Linked DNA regions of Sus scrofa: regions 2 and 3 are each linked to region 1. A link is a contact called in public HiChIP or PLAC-seq and promoter capture Hi-C data. All regions are on one chromosome and are shown on one strand. Each heading gives the region's core, a stretch centred on a gene start, on an enhancer-like site or on the middle of the called end of the contact. The rest is flanking DNA. Distances are from core to core; before and after follow the strand shown. Region 1 holds the start of SLC4A9 (anion exchange protein 4). Region 2 holds the start of EIF4EBP3 (eukaryotic translation initiation factor 4E binding protein 3). Region 3 holds the start of CD14 (CD14 molecule).

The links. Promoter capture Hi-C pulls out the DNA fragments that hold promoters and counts their contacts. HiChIP or PLAC-seq counts read pairs in DNA pulled down with a chosen protein or histone mark.
Region 2: a contact with region 1 is called in a promoter capture Hi-C map of liver, with 2.3 times the contacts expected there. The contact joins the promoter of EIF4EBP3 here to the promoter of SLC4A9 in region 1. A contact is called at or near these places in 1 of 5 promoter capture datasets (liver) and 4 of 47 Hi-C or Micro-C datasets (embryonic fibroblasts, epiblast stem cells, fetal skeletal muscle and 1 more).
Region 3: an H3K27ac HiChIP or PLAC-seq map of alveolar macrophages shows a contact between it and region 1. The contact joins the promoter of CD14 here to the promoter of SLC4A9 in region 1. A contact is called at or near these places in 1 of 5 promoter capture datasets (fetal liver), 1 of 47 Hi-C or Micro-C datasets (subcutaneous adipose tissue) and 1 of 2 datasets of contacts at active chromatin or transcription factors (alveolar macrophages).

The regions. Positions count from the first base shown.
Region 1 is chr2:142,127,022-142,129,826 of Sscrofa11.1, reverse strand. It overlaps SLC4A9 (anion exchange protein 4), which reads right to left and starts at 1,325. Exons shown (of 23, transcript XM_021084880.1): 1 at 488-1,325; 2 at 1-158. The coding sequence starts at 705. It overlaps LOC110259509 (a long non-coding RNA gene), which reads left to right. Exons shown (of 6, transcript XR_002341945.1): 4 at 511-709.
Region 2 is chr2:142,302,533-142,305,232 of Sscrofa11.1, reverse strand. It overlaps EIF4EBP3 (eukaryotic translation initiation factor 4E binding protein 3), which reads right to left and starts at 1,352. Exons shown (of 3, transcript NM_001202520.1): 1 at 1,184-1,352; 2 at 8-181. The coding sequence starts at 1,286.
Region 3 is chr2:142,348,119-142,350,989 of Sscrofa11.1, reverse strand. It overlaps CD14 (CD14 molecule), which reads left to right and starts at 1,304. Exons shown (of 2, transcript NM_001097445.2): 1 at 1,304-1,643; 2 at 1,724-2,871. The coding sequence starts at 1,641. The coding sequence ends at 2,842.

The sequences.
Region 1 (2,805 bases), core at 76-2,575:
CAAGCTCCAGGAGGCTCTGAGCTGGACAGTCCAGCAGGACAAGTCCCTTGGCCAGCAGACTGCGGAGCTTCTGGAGGCTGGACAGCGCCACGGCGGGCACATGGGGGGCACTCCACCGGCCTGCACCCACTTCGAACTTCTCTTCAAACAGCACCCACCTGTGGTGAAGAGGGTACACCATGTTATTGCAGGCATCTGTCCAAGTCTAGGAGTGGGGACACAGGCTAGGAGTGGGGATGCAGGCGAGCCAGGGAAGGTGAGGCAGTCGGGGAGGGGATCCTGGGCCCAGCGGTACAAGAGCATGCTCCTTCCTGGGCAGTAGTCACCCCTCATCTTGCATCTCGGGGAACTCAAAACACAGAAAGGAACTGACTGGGAGTGAGACTACCCCCCCCCCACACACACACAGGAAGAGCTGGCGGTCATGGAGGAGGCCCCATTGGGGGCAGGGGAAAGACCCCCCCAAAACCGCCCTGGTCCCACTCACCTGCCCGTCTCTCTCCATTCCAGCGCCTGGGGCCAGCCCAGCAGCTCGTTGAGCTGAATGAAGAGCAGGAGGTCCTTGGGATCCCCCAGTTTCCCGCTGGCCGCGTCTAAGGGATCATCAGGTCTGGGCCCAGAGCCAGAGTCATTGTCCAGCTCTCCTGTGGGCACATTTTCACAAGCTCTGGAGACTTCAAACTCTTCCTGGCCTGACAGCTTCATCTCGGTGAGACTTGCACAGATGCTCAGGGGCTGCTGTTGTCCTCGGTTCTGGGGCCAGGGCCCTCTGGCTGGCTGTATTTATAAGGCACCCTCCCCCCCATGCAGCACGACACAGACAGAGCGAGGCCTGCTGACTCCGGAGCCAACAGGTCACCTCGTCCCCTGCTTGTTTTCCCCATTCCCTGCTGGCCTGAGTGTGTGAGGCTAATCTCAGCTTTCCAGGCTCTTCAAGAAATGCCTGACCTGGGGCAAAGCAATGTGCACGTTTCCTGTGGGATCACGTCTGACCCTACTGTGTTTTGTGTAAATGAACAGGAGTCCCTCGCTGGCTTGAGCTGAGGTCTGGCCCCCAGATCATACTACCCTCTACTCTGTGTCAAATACAAACACCGAATGCTGTGGACTGTTTCGGGTGTCACTAACACACCCAGAGGGCACCCACTGGCATAAACAGAGACCCAATAAATAACTGGGTCTATCCATGGATGTCAGGCAGCTTAAGGGAGACAGCAGGCAGACACCCTGCCCGCTTAATGGACTTACAATGGAAAGTGGAGGCCATTCACTGAGAATGCAGTGCCTGAGTCTTACATGCCTTTGACCGACAACACCTGGAAATTTCCTCATTTAGCTGTGGGCCTGGGATCTACCCGCTAACTCAGCCCCCCACCGCACATGGAGGAGCCAGCTAGGGGGTGTGTCTGGAGGCGTTCAGGGAGCCAGGTGAGCAAGAGAATGTGGTCTATTAGCAAGTCCTGTTGGCTCTACTTTCAAAACAGACCCAGCATCCAACCACAACTCCCCACCTCCACGTGGCCATCCTGTTCCCAGCCGCTCTCACGTCTCCCCTGGATTGGTTCGATAGCTCTAACCTGTTGCGTCATTTCCCTGCTTCCCCTCTTCCATTCTCCACACAGCAGCCATTGGGGTCCTTTCAGTTTATGATTTTTATTTTAAATTTTAGTATGTTTCCATTTCACTCCAACATAGGAGTCCTTTTGTTATTCCACCAGATGGAAGTTCCTGGGCCAGGAATTGAACCCATGCCACAACAGTGACCCAAGCCGCTGCAGTGACAATGCTGGATCCTTAACTGGCTGCACCTCAAGAGAATGCCAAAATAAACATTTTTAGAAGATAATCAAGCGATATTACTCTTCTGCTCAAAACCCACCCTGTGCATCCTCATTACTCCTGGAAGAATATCCGACCTCTGTCATGGCCTCTAAGATCTGACGTATAGCCTGGTCCCAGCCCGCCTCCCTGATAGACTCTCATACTATTCTGTGCTTCCTCGATCCTTTCCAGCAACTCTGAGCTCCCTCTGTTCCCCAAAGCCCCCCTCTGTTCCTGCAGTAACCCTTCTCTCAACAAGGAAAGCTTCCCCCCCAGATCTTCACCTAGGTCTCATCGCAGACATTCCCTACTCAGGAACATCTCCTTTTTTCATCCTGTCCTAAGTTTCTCCATCTTATTTTTGTTTTATTTTCTTCCTAGCAATTATCACTGGTAGTAACTGCCTTGTTTATTATTTATCATTTATTGCTTGCTCCTCCACACGTGCGTGCATGCACGTACGCGCGCGCGCACACACACACACCCAGAAGAATGCGCTGTCCACGGAGCAGGTATGTTATCTATCTTCTTCACCGTTGCCCCTAGAGCACCTAGTCACACTCAATAAATACTACTTCAATGAGCTCACAGAAGGGGAGGGGTTGAGAAATGAGCGGCGCTGCTCCCAGAGGCCACACGAGGGCGCTGCTCCCCGCGGACCGGATCGCTAGGGCCTCTCCCTTGGTCCAAGGGTCGGTCGGGTTTCCTTTCCCGGCGGACCCACCACGCGCAGAGGTGGCCTGGAGGGTTCCAGGAACTTCTGCCTTGCCCTCCCCCACGGCAGATTGGCTTGGTGCGATGAGCTATGGCGAGGAGCGCAACAGGGGTGGGGAGAGAAACCCATCAGGCTCATCTGAATGTGTGTCAAACCCCCCATGGGACACCTGTTACCCGTTCCTCCCCTCCCCACCAACCCTAGGTCTGGATTTAGGGCTAACCGCTCCAAGTCCAAGGAGGTCCCAGGACAGCAATTAGGGGAGCGAG
Region 2 (2,700 bases), core at 103-2,602, 180 kb before region 1:
TCCTTACCGGGTATCTCTTCCTCTGTCTCCTTCTGCCCCTTCAGCTCCTCTAGCTTGGAGGATGGGGCTGTTGGAAGAGTTGTGACCCCGGGAATCTGAGGGAGGCAGCAGGGGGGTGTCCGGGCAATGGGTGAGTTCTTGCATTCCAACAGGAACTTTCGGTCGTAGATGATCCTGGTGCCTGTCAAGGGGTAAGGGCGGTTGAGAGGCAGGCGTTTGGGTACAGAGCTGTCTGGAACTGCAGACAGGCCTTTTAGGGACCAAGATCTTTAGAAAATCCTATTTGGTAAAGGTCTACTGCACTAAGCAGTATGTGTCTAGGCACCAGAGGGCAAGGGGGCATCCCAGCTGGTCTAGGCAGGGGCTTTTGGTTTACCGGAGCCTGAGGCCTCCGTTCTGGGAGCACCCGACTTGATCTCAGGTACTTCAGGCTACTTCTGTCCTGCTGTTGACTCTGGAACTTTACTGCTTTGGTTCGCCTAGCCTTCTTATCTCAGGTGGACCAGGAAGCCAAACAGCAGATGTGAGGGCTCGCGCTGCCCCCTGGGCTTGTGGATCCCCTGCTGGGAGGAGCAGTGCCGCTCCTTTGAAACAGGGACACGCTGTTCTTATCCTGACCCCTCCCAAGTCCTATCAGGCTCAGCCCAGCCTAGAGGAACTTGGCCTGAATCATGTCCTCAAAGGGCCCTATCCTGTTCTCACCCCTCCCCTTTGCTTCCGCGTGGCAGGAACTCCAGAGAAGGCGTGATCCCAGGCTGCTCCAGGCCAATCAGCCACAAGCAAGTCCCCCAGCACCAAGGCCTGAAGCCCCTGCCCCCGACTGCCAAAGTCCTGCTCTAGCAGCTTTGCATGACCTGACTGCTTCCTGCTGCACGCAGTTGGGGCCTCTGCTCCCAGGCAGCAAAGTTAGGACTGGCAGGTGAGCAGGGAACTCGGAACCCAGTCCACAGGGATGTTTCTGCCCAGAGTCACCCAGAAACTAGGCTCAAGGCGGTTTTGCATCACTTTGAAGTTTTAGGGAAATGGGCTTCAGCTCCAAGCAACACCCCCGGCCCCGTCCCGGGGAGCAAAGCTTGTAGAGGGGCCCGCGGACAAGTTCAGGCCTGCAACCCCCCACCCACATCGCGAGACACGCACACGCCAGCCTGCCCGCTGCCTGCAGACCCCGGCCCCGCCCGCTGACCTCCCGGGGTCGTGGCGTATAGCGTGCCCCCCGGCGTGCTGCTGTAGCAGTCAGGCAGCCCGTCCCGGCCTCCGGGGATCGGGCGGCTGGTGGATGTGGACATAGTGAGCCAGACGAGCAGGAAGCCAAGCGGCTGGTGCTGAGGACGTGGAGCGCTGAGCAGTCTGAGGCGGACTCAGTCGACCACGTGCGGCTGCAGCAACACCGGGACGTCACGCCCGGGGCGGGGCAGCTGTCACTCAGCCCCTTGGGGCCGCCCTCCTCTGGCGGGAGCAAGCCCCAAGCTCGGTGGGAAGGAGGCCCAGAGCTCGCACTGGCCTTCAGTTTCTCCTGGCCCAACCCTGGCCCGCCTGCCTAGCAGCACTGCAGCCACTCAGCTCTTCACCATTTGCAGAGGGCGCTCTGTGTTTTCGTGTTCATTCACCCACTGCTTTAAACAGTAAAGCACTGCTATGAGCCTCGTTTTGCAAGTGAGAAAACCAAAGCCCAGAGAAGTTTCAAAGTCTACTAGGAGGGTGAGCTGGGATTCAGACTTGATCGTATCTGGTTCGAGCGTATGCCCTTCAGCTTAGCTGTGTGCTGCCTCCCATTAATCAGCCATCCCACAGGGTGCAGAGGGCCCCATGGCCTGGTGCCTGGCACAAAGGGAAGCCCCGGGAGGGAGGGTGGCCTTTCTGGACTGATGAAAGGATGAATAAAGCCTATACGGGATGGAGGGGCCTGGGGAGGAGGGATTGGTCTTTAGCTCGCTGAAAAGTAACGTCAGAGAACCTGGCCTTTAAAGAGAAGACTTTTCGATGTAGGCATAGTGGTATGAAAAGAGGCAGGAGAGGTGGTGGGAAAGTAAGTACGAAGTCTAGTATTTATATACACTAAAAGCCTCAACTTGATCCAGTTGTCTGATATTTGGCCTCCTCAAAAAAAGACTGGATTTTACAAATCAGTGCTTCTCAAATTTTAACATGCACATGAATTACCTAAAGATCTTGTTAAAATGAGGATTCTGACACAGTAGGTGGGACTTGAGATTCTGGGTTTTTCATAAAATCCCAGGTGATGCAGCCCTTAGGTCTGCAGGTCCTTAGAATCAGGTAGCAAGGACATGGATATTTTATTGTTCCAAAAAGGACTTGAGCCTCTTACAAAGTGGTGTGTGCCTAAATGAAGTGTCTAAGCAATACTGGAAGGTAAGGCTTGGGATCAGATGGTGAGGAACTATCTATGACAACTCAACCTTTTTTTTTGGCCTCACCCTTGGCATGCAGAAGTTCCCAGGCTAGGGACTGAACCAGAGCCACAGCAGCAACCTGAACCACAGCAGTGACAATGCCGGCCACCGGGAAACTCTGCCAACCTTGTTTTTCTTTTGGCTGTGCCCACAGCACATGGAAGTTCCTGGGCCAGGGATCAAGCCTGTGCCACAGCAGCAACCCATCCATCCCAGTGAAAACATGGATTCTTAACCTGCCGTGCCACTAGAAAACTCCTGCCAACTCAACTCTCTCTCTCTCTCTTTT
Region 3 (2,871 bases), core at 55-2,554, 220 kb before region 1:
CATAAGTATCCCAAGACCCGAGCTTTCTGGAAGGCGAATCTGAGACTTGTTCTCCTTGCTCCTCACTTGGATGCCTCATGAATCAACTTTCTCTGCTGCAAATCTCAGCATCTCGTGTTTGGCTTACTGCCTGTTGGGCAAACAAACCTGGTTCAGTAACACTTCCCCACCCTCTGGGACACTTGGCGGTGTTTTTTGTTTTTTGTTTTTTGTTTTCCATGTGAGAATACAGGTGAGGTACTGGGAGTTCTGGTTGGCTCAGTGGGTTAAGGATCCAGTATTGTCACTGCTGTGGCTCGGGTCACTGCTGTGGGGACTTCCGCGGGCCTCGGGTAGAGCCAAAAACAAACAAAAAGATGAGTTACTAATTAATCCTCACTCAACACAGGTCTAGCTTTTCTTTGCTAGAATGTAGGAATTGTGCTCGGTAGGAGAAAGCTAGGTGCATGTGGGAAAATTATATTAGAAATATCTCATTTCTCAGTTTCAGGATGAGGATGTGGAAAATAAGAGATCGAGGACCTTGGCCAGTATGTCTCAGTTTTACATCTCCACTTTATTTATTCGTTTCTTTATTTATTTCTTTATTTTGCTTTTCAGGGCCGCATCTGAGGCATATGGAGGTTCCCAGGCTAGGGGTCAAATCAGAGCTACAGCTGCCGGACTGCACCACAGCCACAACAATGAAGGATCCAAGCCGTGTCTGCGACCTACACCACAGCTCACTGCAAAGCCGGATCCTTAACCCGCTCGCTGAGCAAAGCCAGGGATCGAACCTTCAACCTCATGGTTCCTAGTCGGATTCATTTCTGCTGTGCCACCACAGGAACTCCAACACCTCTACTTTTAAGAAAGCTGTTACTTTAAAAATTGTGCATCACTCTATTGTATACCTGTGACATATAACAGCATACATCAACTATACTTCAATTGAAAAAGAAAAAGAAAGCTATTCCTTTCTAAATAAACACAAAGACCTTGTCAGTCAAATAAGGAGAGGGGAGAAGTGGTTCTTCAGATCAACTTTATTCTCTCAGAACCTAATTCTAGCCTTAGAGTCGATACATGAAGTCCGCAATCTCTTCCACAAAATCGCCAGTTAAATATCTGAGGATTTTCAGGAAGTCGGACTTGGGCGACAGGAGGTTAATAGCAACCACCACGACGAGGGAAAAGTTAAGGAAACTCCCTGGGTTTGAGTCTCGAGGATACCGGCAGGGGACCAAGAGCCCTGGCCTGAGGCACTCGGGATCTTCCTTTCCCCATCCCGGACAAGCCCGGGGGCGCATGAGTCATCAGGGCACACTGCCTAGTGCCAAGGATTCTAGAGGCCTTGCAAGATCCTTCCGGTTAGGGCCCCACTCCTGCTGCGTCAGGCAGGCAACATCCCTCATTGCAAAATTTCGCAGAAGTGTAGCGAACGTGGGTGGTTGGGAGGAAGAGAGGTGGGAGGTGGCAGAGTTCAAAGAGTAGGGAACAGAGTGACACCCCCCGGATTACACAAACCCCCAAAGTCTGCCAAAGAGTGAGGACAGATAGCGTTTGTGGAGCCTGGAAGCCAGGGAGTGCCGCGGTTAAAGGAGCCACAGCCCTTTCGAGAGCCGGCGGGAGACGCAGAGGCTTTGAGGACCTTATCGACCATGGTGAGTGTGTGCACGAGGGCTGCTCGAGGAACCTCAGGACCCGCAGGAGCGAGCGGCGCTAACCTCCCCTCTCTTTCCAGGTGCGCTTGCCCTGCCCGTTGCTGCTGCTGCTGCCCCTGCTGCGTGTGTCTGCGGCCACCCCGGAGCCCTGCCAAATAGACGACGAAGACGTCCGCTGCGTCTGCAACTTCACGCATCCGCAGCCGGACTGGTCCAGCGCCCTGCAGTGCGTGGCTGCCGTCGAGGTGGAGATCCGCGGCGGCGGCCGGAGCCTGGAAGAGTTCCTTTTAAAGAGCGCCAGCGCCAACCCGAAGCAGTACGCGGACATGCTCAAGGCGCTGCGCTTGCGGCGACTCACGGTGGGCGCTGCGCGGGTTCCTGCTCAGATTCTGGCCCTGGTCCTGCATGCGCTCGGGTTCTCCCGCCTCAAGGAACTGACGCTCGAGGACCTGGAGGTAACCGGCCAGGTACCGCCGCCGCTTCAGGAAACGCCGGGACCTGCGCTCACCACCCTCAGACTCCGTAATGTGTCGTGGGCCACCGGAGGTGCCTGGCTCGGCGAACTGCAGCAGTGGCTCCAGCCAAGCCTCAAGGTACTGAAAGTGGCGCAAGCAAGCTCGCTTGCCTTTCCGTGCGCCCAGCTTCGCGCCTTCCCGGCTCTCACCACCCTGGACCTATCTGACAATCCCGGGCTGGGCGAGCGCGGGCTGACTGCAGCTCTCTGTCCGCGCAAGTTCCCGGCCCTCGAGGATCTGGCGCTGCGCAACGCGGGGATGGAGACACCCAGCGGCGTGTGCGCGGCGCTGGCGGGGGCGGGCGTGCAACCCCACCGCCTGGACCTCAGTCACAACTCGCTGCGCGCCACCGCCGCGGGCGCCCGGGAGTGTGTCTGGCCTGCCGCCCTGAGCTCTCTCAATTTGTCATTCGCTGAGCTGGAGCAAGTGCCTAAAGGACTGCCGCCCAAGCTCACCGTGCTTGATCTCAGCTGCAACAAGCTGAACAGAGCGCCGCGGCCAGAGGAGCTGCCCGCCGTGGATGACCTGACCCTGGAAGGGAATCCCTATATGGATCCTGAAGCCCTCCAGCACCAGGAAGACCCGATGGCCTCTGGCGTGGTCCCACCCTGTGCGCGTTCCGCCTTGACCATGGGGGTGTCGGGAACCCTGGCGCTGCTTCAGGGAGCCCGGGGCTTCGCCTAAGGCCCAAGGAAGGGGAATTACTGGCTCAG